2 separate regions of the Canis lupus genome follow, and region 2 is linked to region 1. The links are chromatin contacts, called in public Hi-C maps. All regions are on one chromosome and are shown on one strand. The core of a region is the stretch at or near the end of the contact, and the rest is flanking DNA. Distances in the headings are between cores, read along the strand shown.

Region 1 (6,002 bases), core at 2,005-4,504:
GGAAAAAAGGCGCCAATTACTGCACATTCTAAATTCCATTTTTGATTTACCACCTGACAACTGCAATGTCTGAAAAACAGGCTCACATTTAACTCTTAGACCATTCCACACAGACTGCTAAAAAGCCATGTGCTGTTGTCACTAACAACGAAGACCAAGATTTCTTTAAAAGTCACTGCTTTATATCCTCGGATTAAAAAAAAATAGGTAAATTTGGTGGCCATCACAAATGTTACTCAGATCACGGGTTCCCATCATCAAATGAAATCACAATGACAGGTTTCTGCCAACAGACTTAAACCTACACAGGGATATAATAAATTCCCTTCCCAGCCTCTTCAACGGCATGTGCGCTGCCTCCCCAAATGCCCGGGATGGCTGCCTTCCCATACAGAATATTCTAACTCACTGACAGAGTATAACTTTTGAGAAAGAAATTAATGACTCGCCCAAAACGTGGGGGGGAGAGGAGGGATGGGCCCCCTGGAAATCAAATCTTTATGCCACAGCTGGGGCCACCATAATCAGGCCAAGTCCATATTGTCTTCTCCACCCCTTACTAATGTTTTACATGCATTAATCCTTGATGATCTAAAAGAAACATCTCAACCTCGTCGGGAAAGACCATCTCCAGTCCCCAAAATGGGCTTTGGGTGTCCACAAGATGGGAGACCATGATGGGCCAATGAATATGTCGTTTCTATGAAATGGCAGCGCCATCCTTCTTGCCAATCAGCTAGACCTGGGAAGGCTGGGGGAAAAGAGTGACTCCCAAGTTTCTGGCTTGGGCAACTAGGTCACTGTTGGCCCATTTGCGGAGATGGTTGTGACTACTGGGTCTGAGAAGAGAAGTTTCGGTTGAACATGCTGAGTTCATGGTGCCCAGGGGACAGTTATCAGGGGACATCAAGGAAGCAGAGGCTCCGCATCTAGAGCTGGAACTCAGGGGGCTAATATAGCCTTGAGACAGAGTCACATACTTGCAGCCCTGGGGTGATACATAAAGAACTGGGGTGAACGTGCTGGCTTGGGGGGAGGAGTGTGGGAGAGGTGAGCAGAGGGGGGCTGACAGCAGGCCAGTGCCATCTCTCCTCCGGCTCTTATACTATGAATGTTCCACAATTCAATCTTTGGTGAATAAAAATTAGGGGGGAGGGCACTAATCTCATTCCTGCTCTGCTCTGTAAATAAACAAAAGCAGCCAAGACCTATTAAGAGAAACAAGATATGTTTATTAAGTGCTTACTATGCACCCTGCCCTGTGCTAAACGCTAAACATGAATTATCTCCTGGAATCATCAAAACAACCCTGGCACAAAATCCTGTGACTACCATTTCACAGATGGGACACTGAGGCTGGGAGTGAACGTGTGGGGGAGCTCAGGGCTGTCATGTCACAGCCCACAGTGAGACAGTCTCTAGGCCAGATGGAGAACACTGAAGAACAATTATAATACATGAGAGCTGCTACTTAGTAAGAGATGGCTCTGGACTAGGAATACAATCTCAGCAAATGCTTACAACCCTATGAGACTGATGCTGTCATCCCATTTTACAAATGAGGAACCTGAGGCTGCAGGAGAGGAAATCAACTAGATGGGAGGTCTCCCCAGGAGGCCTGACGGAGACTACAGTCAGAGCCCCACCCTCAGAGGGTCTCTGGGACGCAGGGAAAATGCTGAATAAATGATAACATTTATTGAATGCCGACTATGCGCCAACTGCTGTTCTAAGCACTTTACACACAATGTTCTCACCGCATCCTCAAAACAACTCCATGAGGTGGCTGCTATCAAAACCCCCATTTTACAGACAGGGAAACCGAGCCAGCGAGAGGTGAAGTCAGCTGCCCAAGGTCACACGGCTGATAAATGGCAGAGCCTAAATTTGAATTTGGGTCTCTTCCTTCCAAACCAAAGCTCACAAAATAATTTCAGTTAACAGCAGCCATCCTGCACTGAGTGCTAAGTATGGACTTGGCCCCATACACGCACACCCTCAACTAATCCTATGCTACAGATAATACCTTCACCCTATTTCTTGGGAGCCAACAATAGCGCAAACATGTAGTAAATGCCTTCCATGTGCCAAATGCTTTATTCGCCATATCTCAACATCTCAATAGAATGCCCAGCAAAAGGCACTCTTCCTTCCGTTTTATCTAAGGGAGAACTGAGGTTCGGTGCGGTTTCCCTAGATGGCAGCTCCCGAGTGGCAGAGGCAGGACGCGAACCCACCGCTACCCGACTCCCACTCCATGCTCCACCATACAGTGCCGGGGAGCAGGTCCCGAAAGTTGAGCCATGCGGGCACAGGTCCGGCCAGGTCCGGAGGGCGTGAGTCCGGCGCCCCCGCCCCCAACAACCGGTGCCCACACCCGGCCGTCCGCCGGGTCTCCAGCCCGCGCTGACCTCGGGGTCCGAGCGGACATCGATTCCCCCCGCCACCCTTGCGTGAGGCCGCCCCTGCACCCGAAGCCACATACCTGGGCGTCCTAGCTGCCCGCCCCGCGGGCCCCACGAACCCGGCGTCCGGCCCCGCGCTGCTCGCTGGAGACGCCGCCAGCTCCAGTGGCCCGAGTGACTTCCAGGCTGCCCACTTCCAAGCCGCTTCGCGCGAAGCCTCCTGGGAACTGTAGTTTCGCCCTAGGCGGCAGCAAACTGAAAAAAAAAAAAAAAAAAAAAAAAAAGAGAGGCCTGACGCGCAGGTACTGCCGGGAGCAGTAGGCGCAGCCCCGCACCGCCTTCTGGGAATGGTAGTCCACCTGTCGCCTCGCTGCCGCTCCAGTCTCCAGAGCACTTCCGCAGCCCCGAGGGGCGTGAGGGATGGAGGCGTGTCTTCTGCAGACTCTCAGCCCGGTAGCCGAGCTCTAGGCTCCGCGAGGGCGGTTTTTCCCTTTCTCCCAATCCTGTCCACCTCCAACCTTCCTCCGGCTGACTCACCCGCCCTTCTCCGCCGGGCGCGAGGCACTTACCCCGAGGGCGCGAGCCTCGGGAGAGGCGGGGACAGCGGAGCTGTGCGCTAGACCCCCAACGGAGGGGAGCGGCCGAGGAGGGCGTCTTTGCGCGCTCGCGCACGCGCGCTCGCTGGCCAACACGGGCCTAAATGCCGCGGGCCCCCGCGGGGAGACTTTTTTTTTCTCATTCGAACGCGCGCGCGCGCGGAATCGCGCTCTGGGCTGCTTCCTACCGGGCACGCGCCAGTGCGCACGCGCGCTCCCTCCCTTCGCCTCGGTCACTCTGCGCCGCGCGGGGTTGGGGGGCTAACCGCTCCGTCCGCGGAGTCTTCCCGCAGCATCCCCAAGGTCGCTAGCCAGGCGCTCCTTCTAGGTCTGCTCCTTCACATAGGAGCTCTCGGGTGTCGCCACACGCGCCGTACCCGTCCCTTGTCCGGATTCCTGTCGTCGCAGGTAACAGGCATGGATGGCCCCAGCCTTGAAGAGGCGGGCGCGCCCTCCCTGCCCACGCCGAGGGCCGGGCGGCCGAGTGTGTAGGGGCCTCGGGTGTGGTGGCCTCACCGGCCCCGGCAGCCCCAGAGCTCTTGCTTCCACGGGAGCCTCAGGACCACCACCCAGAAGGCTGCCCGGAGGCCCTGTTAGCCACCCTCCGTTGATCACACATTCTGAGGGTGTCTACTGCTTGTTGAGTACCGACCGCCTGGGAATTGTGTTCAGATTTAGTCCACCTACTGACATAATCAAGAATCCGAACCTTTAAAAAAAAAAAAAAAAAAAAAAAACAGATGTTAACCACTCCAACTCCATTGGGATTAAAGAGGAAATTGGCTCAAGTGCAAGGTCCTCTATCAAGAAAATCCACTCAATACCATTCCCACTTCATTCATTCTTCCAAGAAGATGCTCCGTTAAGACTTGAAGCTGGGAAATATATATTCTTCCTGGGAGAGGGCAGAGGGTCATTCATTCAACAGAAATGTGTTAAGCGCTTACTTCCTGCCAGGTTGGGTGATTATGGGGACACCGGGAAGTCAGGACAAACTGGGTTCCTAAACGGAGGGACCTAAGACCAGTGGGGTTATCAGACCACTCCCAGACAGGGACAATCTTAAACAGGAGTATCCAACAGAATTATAATGCAACCACATATGCCATTTTCATTATTACATTAAAAAATTAAAGAAACGGGTGAAATCAATTTTAATATTTTATTTAACCCAATATATCCCAAATAGTTATGTTTACATTGCTTCAATTTTAAAATTTCATTTAAAATGAAATAAAATTAAAACTGAGGCATTAACAAAGATACTCATTTGTGGTGTGGGCTGTCGTGGCAAAAGGTTGGAAACTGTCCGATGTCCATTAATTATTAAGTTTGGATAAATAAATGATCAATACCATGCTGCTGGCAACTGCTGAAAAATGAGACCAAGCTATATGTATTAATATGAGTTAATCTCTATGATATATTAGATGAGAGAGAACACTGCAGAACAGTATATATAGTGCATTACCATTTGAAGGATACCTTTTACATATATGCTTGAGTATGTACAGAACACCTGTAGAAAGACACAGCCAGGGCTATCTTTGTGAAGGGGAAGCAGGGATAGGTTCTCATGTGTGACTTTTTCATTATACGCTCCTTGGTTATCTTTTGAATATTTTTTACCATGTCCATTTAAAAAAGTTGTTTAAATGGAGGATGCTAGCTAAGTCATAGAATCATCATAAGAATTAAATGAAACAAAGATGCCTGGGTGACTCAGCGGTTGAGACCAGGGCCCAGGGTGTAATCCTGGGGTTCTGGGATCGAGTCCCACATCAGGCTCCCTGCATGGAGTCTGCTTCTCCCTCTGCCTGTGTCTGCCTCTCTCTTTCTCATGAATAAATAGATAAAATCTTTAAAAAAAAAAAAAAAAAGAATTAAATGAAACAATATATTTAAAATGCCCAATCAGTTCCCAAGATTGCCTCTGGCATTACAGCCCCCCTGACTAATTAGGCCCTTCTGATGCCAGTTCTCTGTAACCTTGTCCTATAATGTGAGAGCCGCCTATGAGGCCATGGGGTTCATGCAGGACATATCTCAATGTGTGGAGCACACATCACCCTCCTTCTGGGTGGCCAAGTCTCCTTGTTATATGTACTCACAGGGCTTTGTTCCTTTCCTTCTTAAAAGCAAATCTATAGCATAATCTGTTTTAACCTTGAGAAGATTAAAAGTTGCAGAAAAGTTCAAATAATATAACCCATCACTCAGAATTTCTCATTGTAATCAATTTTATGACTACTCTTTGATGTCTGCCTTCCTTGCTGAACTATAAGCTCTCTGGGGCAAGAACTGTATGCCCTCCAGGTCATACACCTAGCCACACAGTGACCCTAAGGGAGCCCAGGAGCCCAAGAGTCTCATGGAGTGCAGTGCCCCCTAGAGCCAATTCTCTTTATTACAAAGGCAGGACTTGCTGGAATCTGGCCTTCCATCTCATCACATTGGAGAGTGCAGCTAAGAAAAGGATGTAGTGCAGTGCCCAGTCATAGACCTGGTTGGCCTCCATAGTCAGTAGGACATACCAAACCTTGGCCCCAAATACTAACTCCCCTAAATTGACTGCAGGGTTTGAATTCTCCCATTAGATCATCTTTGGGTTATCAAGATATTAAAATGTCAAGACTATTGGAATTAAGGCATCTGGAGCTCACTCCAGCTTTTAGGGACAGATAATGGGATTGGAGAGTCAAATGTGAGGAAACTTTAGGAGAGAGGTTTCCTCTGAGGGTGACCTGAGGAAGCTAGTATATAGGGAATGAGAGAATGGCAAACAAACAAACAAACAAACACAGAGGCTTGGGGTTTGAAGACCTTCTTTCTTACTAACTCTGAAGGAATGTGCCCCCAAAGGGTCCTTCCTAACCGCTTACTTTTTGCAGGCTAGCCAAGAGAATGTTGGATCCAGAGGAGATGTTAGAAACAATGCAAACTGATGGCAATGACCACAAATGTGTTACAAATGACTACTCTCTGAGCAGCTCTGGGGCTT
Region 2 (6,121 bases), core at 2,730-5,229, 280 kb after region 1:
TAACCTCTCCGGCTCTGCCTTGTCTGGCCAACTCTTTTGGAACAGAAGGTGTTGCCCGCCACCCTGTGGCTGCAGGTGACATAGCAGAAGTATGGGCAGGTATGAACCTGAGTTTCCACAGAAGTAGATTTAATTGCTGTCTCTTTCTAAGGATAGGATTATGCTCGTTTTCCTCATCTCCCTCTTGAGGGGCTGTTTGCCTTGCTTATTTACTCCCCATATGCCTATAACTTGCTAATGTCACCCACGACATAAATCTCATAGGCATTTTGTGATTGTGCATAGGATGGGAAAGGTTCTACCCTGGACTCTGTCTTGTGTTTTTTATTCACTGTCAATCCCTGAATATACTTTCCAAAGGTGTCTGTCATCTTCCTTTCCATCTAGCCATGATCTTTGTGTACACACCTCCTAGAGGACTGCCTCTCTGTAATGATTTTATGTACAAACCTCACTTCTTCCTCCCTCGTGCAGCCCCATAAGTGCCCCAACTCCTCATCTGATTTTTTCTTCCCTCTCTCACATCCTACTTTCCTGTTAGTTTTCTGACCTGAAAGTCTAGCTCCTTCATTTTCTGCCTTAATTTCTTTTTAAAATATTTTATTTATTTATTTATGAGAGACACAGAGAGAAAGGCAGAGACATAGGCAGAGGGAGAAGCAGGCTCCCTGTGGGGAGCTCGATGTAGAACTCGATCCCAGGATCCTGGGATCACACCCTGAGCCAAAGGCAGATGCTCAACCACTGAGACACTCAGGTGTCCCCATCTGCCTTAATTTCTAAGTCACAGATTACTTTCAGCCTAAAAGTTTCCCTCTCACTGCCATTTTTATTTATCATCATTCATTGGAAATTAACTTTTGATTATTTGACTCATTGGTGATTTAGACTAACCCCTGCTGCCCCCATTATGTAGTTTTGTCCTTCTCTTTTTGTGATCATTTTTATTTAGACTTCTGGAGTTTTAAATTTTATTTATTAGAGAGAGAGGGAACATGTGAAAGAGAGAAAAAGAGCCCAAGTGTGGAGGGCGGGGGGAGGCAGAGGGAGAGGAAGAAGCAGCCTCCCCACTGAGCAGGGAGTCCAACATGGGGCTCGATCCCAGGACCCTGAGATCATGACCTGAGCCAAAGGCAGATGCTTAACCCTGAGATGCCCCAGAAGTTCCTTCTATAGATATGTACAGACCTTATCTTTTAAAGATATCTCTGTGTATCAGAGTAATCTCATTCTGCAGGTTTAGACCTGAAGTATTTTCACTATTGTTTCTTCCAATGATTTTATAGATTGCAGGTCAATGCCTTCTTCGACTCATCAGTAACACAGCAGTTTGCTGGCTTTTAATTTCAAAGACTAGGTCTTCAAATTTTTCTCTTTGATTTTTATCTGATGTTAATTTTAACCAGACATATTTCTAGATGGGCATAACTAGATTTATTTCTCCACTGTGTTCATAATTTAAACGGATTTTCACATCTCTGAGCCTCAGGTGCAGATAGGAGTGTGGGAAATAGAACTCCTCAAAGCACAGAGATGACATCTCAAAGCTCTGAGATTTATTAAGCAAAGTCAGGTCCAAGATAAAGGAGTTCCACACCCTAATTCCAATTGGGTTTTTCCCCACACACATCAAAGCTATTCTAAGACACCAGCTGGGTGTCCTACATTTCAACCCAATTCTGAACTCTTCCTGGAGATAACATCACATGCCACAGGTTAAGGGCTCAGTCCTACAAGATTGCCTCTCACACTATTCAAGATGTGAATCACAAGTCCAGGTTGTCAACAGGGCCTTGACCAACTTCGTATAGATTGGAGGCTCCAAAAACCCCCTCTTCTGGTTCATTTAATTTGCTAGAAGGTTCACAGAATTCAGAGAAATATTTTACTTAACTAGATTACCAGCTTTATTATAGATTATGTAGCTCAGGAACAGGTATGGGGTAGGGTCACAGAGCTTTCATACTCTGAGTGCACCACTCTCCCTGAATCTCCACCAACCTGGAAGTTCTCTGAGTTCTATGTTTTGTTTTGTTTTTAAGATTTTATTTATTTATTCATGAGAGACACACAGAGAGAGGCAGAGACACAGGCAGAGGCAGAAACAGGCTCCATGCAGGGAGCCCGACATGGGACTTGATCCCAGGTCTCCAGGATCAGGCCCTGGGCTGAAGGCAGCGCTAAACCACTGAGCCACCCGGGCTGCCCAATTCCATGTTTTGTGTGTGTGTGTGTGTGTGTGTTTCTATGGAGACTTTGTTACACAGGCATGATTGATTAAGTCATTGGCCACTGGCGACTGATTCAACCTCCAGCCCTTTTCCCTTCCCTGAAGAAAGGGAAGTAGGTCCACCGAGTTACATCATCACCTGACCTGCCATTATATTATGTTTGACTTATAGGTAGCCTGTCAGCTTCAGTATCTTTTCACTGACTCTGTGCACACATCTACACAAAGGAATCTGGATTATCTCATGATCCCATCTCCAACTACTTTCCACCCCCTGTACCCAAATTCCTTCTCTAAGGCTTTCAGTCTCTCCATTTCATGTGTGCTCTGATTTTGGTTCTTAGTGAGTTCTGTTAACAAACACTCTCATTCGTCCATATGAAACCCTTGGTGAGCTGTACCACCAGGACTGGAATAGGGCACTGGGCTGATCCTTCCTGAACACCATCCAAAGGGAGAGGCTAGGGATGCCTGGGTGGCTCAGCGGTGAAAGAGTCTGCCTTTGGCTCAGGGCGTGATCCTGGAGTCCTGGGATCAAGTCCCACATCAGGGTCCCTGCATGGAGCCTGCTTCTCCCTCTGTCTGTGTCTCTGCCTCTGTCTCTCATGAATAAATAAATAAAATCTTAAAAAAAAAAGCAAAAACAAGGGAGAGGCTGATACTAACATGCAAATTTTGTGTTTTTTTTACTTCTCCAGGTAAAGGGATATTGGAAAAGATTTTGGAATGGGATATGAAGATTCAAGAGTAGTTTTTGAATATTTGCACCTTGATAGGTTTTGGAGGTGCCTTGTGGGTGGGGCTTAGGGAGGTTCTGTTATCAGGGAATTGTGGATACTGGGGAAATTAGGAAAGAAAAGATAACTCACAATTCAACAATTCAGGGTAAACTCCCAAAGCCCTCTTTCTGGCTACTTGATGCCCAGAAACCAGGCCCTCACCTTCTATCAAGACTACAGGCCAGGGATCCCTGGGTGGCGCAGCGGTTTGGCGCCTGCCTTTGGCCCAGGGCTCGATCCTGGAGACCCGGGATCGAATCCCACGTCAGGCTCCCGGTGCATGGAGCCTGCTTCTCCCTCTGCCTATGTCTCTGCCTCTCTCTCTCTCTCTGTGACTATCATAAAAAACAAACAAACAAACAAAAAAAAACAACAACCACAGGCCAGTAGGTGCCAACGAGCTTCATATCTATTCATGCCCTTCCTTACAGCTGGAACTTTGGAGGCAACATATAATGGGGCACCATAGAAACTCAGTAATCAAGAGACACATTTTAAGGTAGTATCTTTGAAATCAAAATGCATGCAAAAAAATCCATGATGGGCAGCCCTGGTGGCTCAGCGGTTTAGCACCACCTTCAGCCCAGGGCCTAATCCTGGAGACCCAGGATCGAGTCCCACATCGGGCTCCCTGCATGGAGCCTGCTTCTCTCTCTGCCTCTCTATCTGTGTCTCTCATGAATAAATAAATAAAATCTCTTAAAAAAATGAATGAAATCTTAAAAAAAAATTCATGATGAACAAAACTGTCAAAATATTTTTCCTCTTTACCCTTCACTCCCCCGCCCCGCCCTCGGCAACCACAACTCTCTGAAGGTCAGCGCGCACGGACGACCCGCCTCCGTGACGCCGGGAGGGGGGACGGGGCGCCAGGACCACGTTTCCTAGGATCCTCCGGCATTCCTCCTACGCTCTCATTGATCCGTGAGATCTCACTGGCCGTCGGAGGAGAAACGAGTACCTTGCAGTCTGGGCGTCTTAACAGTGAGCGCCTAAGCTTCGTTGTATGAGAGGCGCAGATGTCAGAGACACCCTGCGGTGGGCGAAGCCTCCTCACCCACCGCCTCTTCGTCTCAAAGACTACACTCCCCAGAGGCCCGCGCGGCCACTTCCGCCGTCCCACGCGCTCTCCTGGCGGTGGAGTTTACGTAGCAGGAGCACTTCCGGTCTATGGGTCCCGCCCCCTCGCTGGTTGGCGGCGGGTTAGGCCTCCCTCTTCGAGTCTCTTGCATGCTTCTGCGCTTGATTCCCGAGCGTCAGCCTCAGGATTGGCAACGTGCACCCCGCGTTCCGTGAGTGCCTTGAGTCATTGCTTCGTCCAGTCAGCACGTCCCTCTGCTTGTCCCTGTTTTACTCGTGGGGACACAGGCTGCCTCTGAACTCGGGCGCTCTTCTGTGGGCACGTCCAGGCCGTTATCTTTTCATCCCAGCATAGAGTTAGACACAGCCCCTTACTCCCCTGCCGGGGGGGACATGGACACCACTCCCTGGCCAGGACTTGGGGCTGGACTTGAGGGTGCTCGGTCACTCTGAACCAGGGCTCTGGATGGGCATTGGGTTGTGCTCGTGATTTCTGTGACACCGAACACCCAGTTGGGGGGCTCCGGAGCAGACCCCGCCTTAACTCCCGGGGAGGGGCTTTTCCATCTAGGCACGCTCTTCTTTCTCTTCAGATCCCCAGCTCTGTCTTCTGAGACTTTGCCCTTCTCCAGGGAGAGCATTCAGGAGACCAGGAAAATGGCCACGGGGCTTCTGAAAGCCAAAAAAGAGGTGAGAATTTTCATCACATTCCATGTTGGCTGCCAACAGGATGAATCCAATCCTTTTCCTTGCACTGCAGCCTGCCTTGCTGGTATTGAGCAAAGGTCACGCTTGTTCCTGGAGGAGTGGTGGTTCATCTCACATGGAGGCCCCCCCCCCCCCTTTAACATTCCTCTCTGCTCCACCCATACCTCAGTCATCCTCAAAGTGGTCAGTTGTAAACAACACACATGGAACAACTGAAATAAACATACAGGAACATCCAAGCTTGATTGTCCAGTGGTAAGCATTGAAAGACAGGGACAGGAGAGATGCTTATGATCCGAAGTCGTTAGGGAGGGCTTCCAGAAGAAGTAGGGCTGTCTGAACTGCCCCTGAGGATTTGGTTAAGTTGGAGAGTTGGCAGGGCAGGGAGGAGAGCAGGAAGGACGGTTAGCCTAAGTTGGGCACACTGCCCTTGCCAAGTGTGGGAAGATTATAGTCACCAGTGGAATTACTTAAGGTTGATTTTTAAATATGTGCTGGTGAAGATACAGACACGTGGAACAGAGGGGAGCTTGATGGTCTGACCTGAATTTTACATTGAGAGCATTTTCAGCATCTGGCAATGGGGAGATTTCACCAAAAATTCTGGATTGCCTGAAAATAAACTGCACTGTGGTGTCAGGGAATTCACAGCGAACAGTACCTTCGTCATTGGGACCGGTCCTGCTGAGTTTATTTGCCGCACTTGCCGCAGTATCTTCCAAACTGAGGTTGGAACCATTGACCAGCTAACATTTTGCCTGCCTCTCTCATTTGTTACCTACCTGGCCCCTGAAGGATTTTCATTTTCCGCTTCCGAGTCTGGGTGGCTAGATTGAGTGCCAGACTGAGGAGTGTAGATTTTGTTTTTGAATAAGCTAGGTTTTGAAGGATGCTGAGAAGGAATTTAACATAAGGAAATCAATGACATGGACGTATAGGGACTTAAGGGGAAACTTTCTAACCCCTGTGAATGGTGGTTATGATGATCTTGACTTAACTGAATGTAATTAACATTTATTGAGCACCAACACAGTTGCCAAGCTGGTTAACTATCACTTCTGATATGCATTAACTTGGTTATTTCAGATCTGCCTTGACTGTCCTTATAAAAAAGAGGAAAATTTAAACAGAAAATAAGACCTCAATTTCTTTATTTTATTTTATTTTTTTTTTGAGACCTGATTTATTCTTAATCCTGATCTTCGGTGGTAGAGATTTACAATTTCCTGGACACTATCAGAACATCTTTGAGAGTTCTGTTTCTCATTAGTATTTCATCCATTTGAAAGTGTTAGTACCAAGAATGCATAATAAACCCAATTCA

What was found. A called contact is a pair of places that touch in the nucleus more often than the background predicts.
Region 2: a Hi-C map of blood shows a contact between it and region 1, with 3 times the contacts expected there. The contact joins the promoter of ZNF875 here to the promoter of WDR87 in region 1. A contact is called at or near these places in 2 of 9 Hi-C or Micro-C datasets (amygdala and blood).

Annotation. Positions count from the first base shown.
Region 1 is chr1:115,842,739-115,848,740 of UU_Cfam_GSD_1.0, forward strand. WDR87 (WD repeat-containing protein 87) reads left to right here and starts at 3,255. Exons shown (of 8, transcript XM_038529026.1): 1 at 3,255-3,409. SIPA1L3 (signal-induced proliferation-associated 1-like protein 3) reads right to left here and starts at 3,117. Exons shown (of 23, transcript XM_038529024.1): 1 at 2,975-3,117; 2 at 2,486-2,660.
Region 2 is chr1:116,125,811-116,131,931 of UU_Cfam_GSD_1.0, forward strand. It overlaps ZNF875 (zinc finger protein 875), which reads left to right and starts at 3,980. Exons shown (of 5, transcript XM_038529045.1): 1 at 3,980-4,301; 2 at 4,683-4,779. The coding sequence starts at 4,180.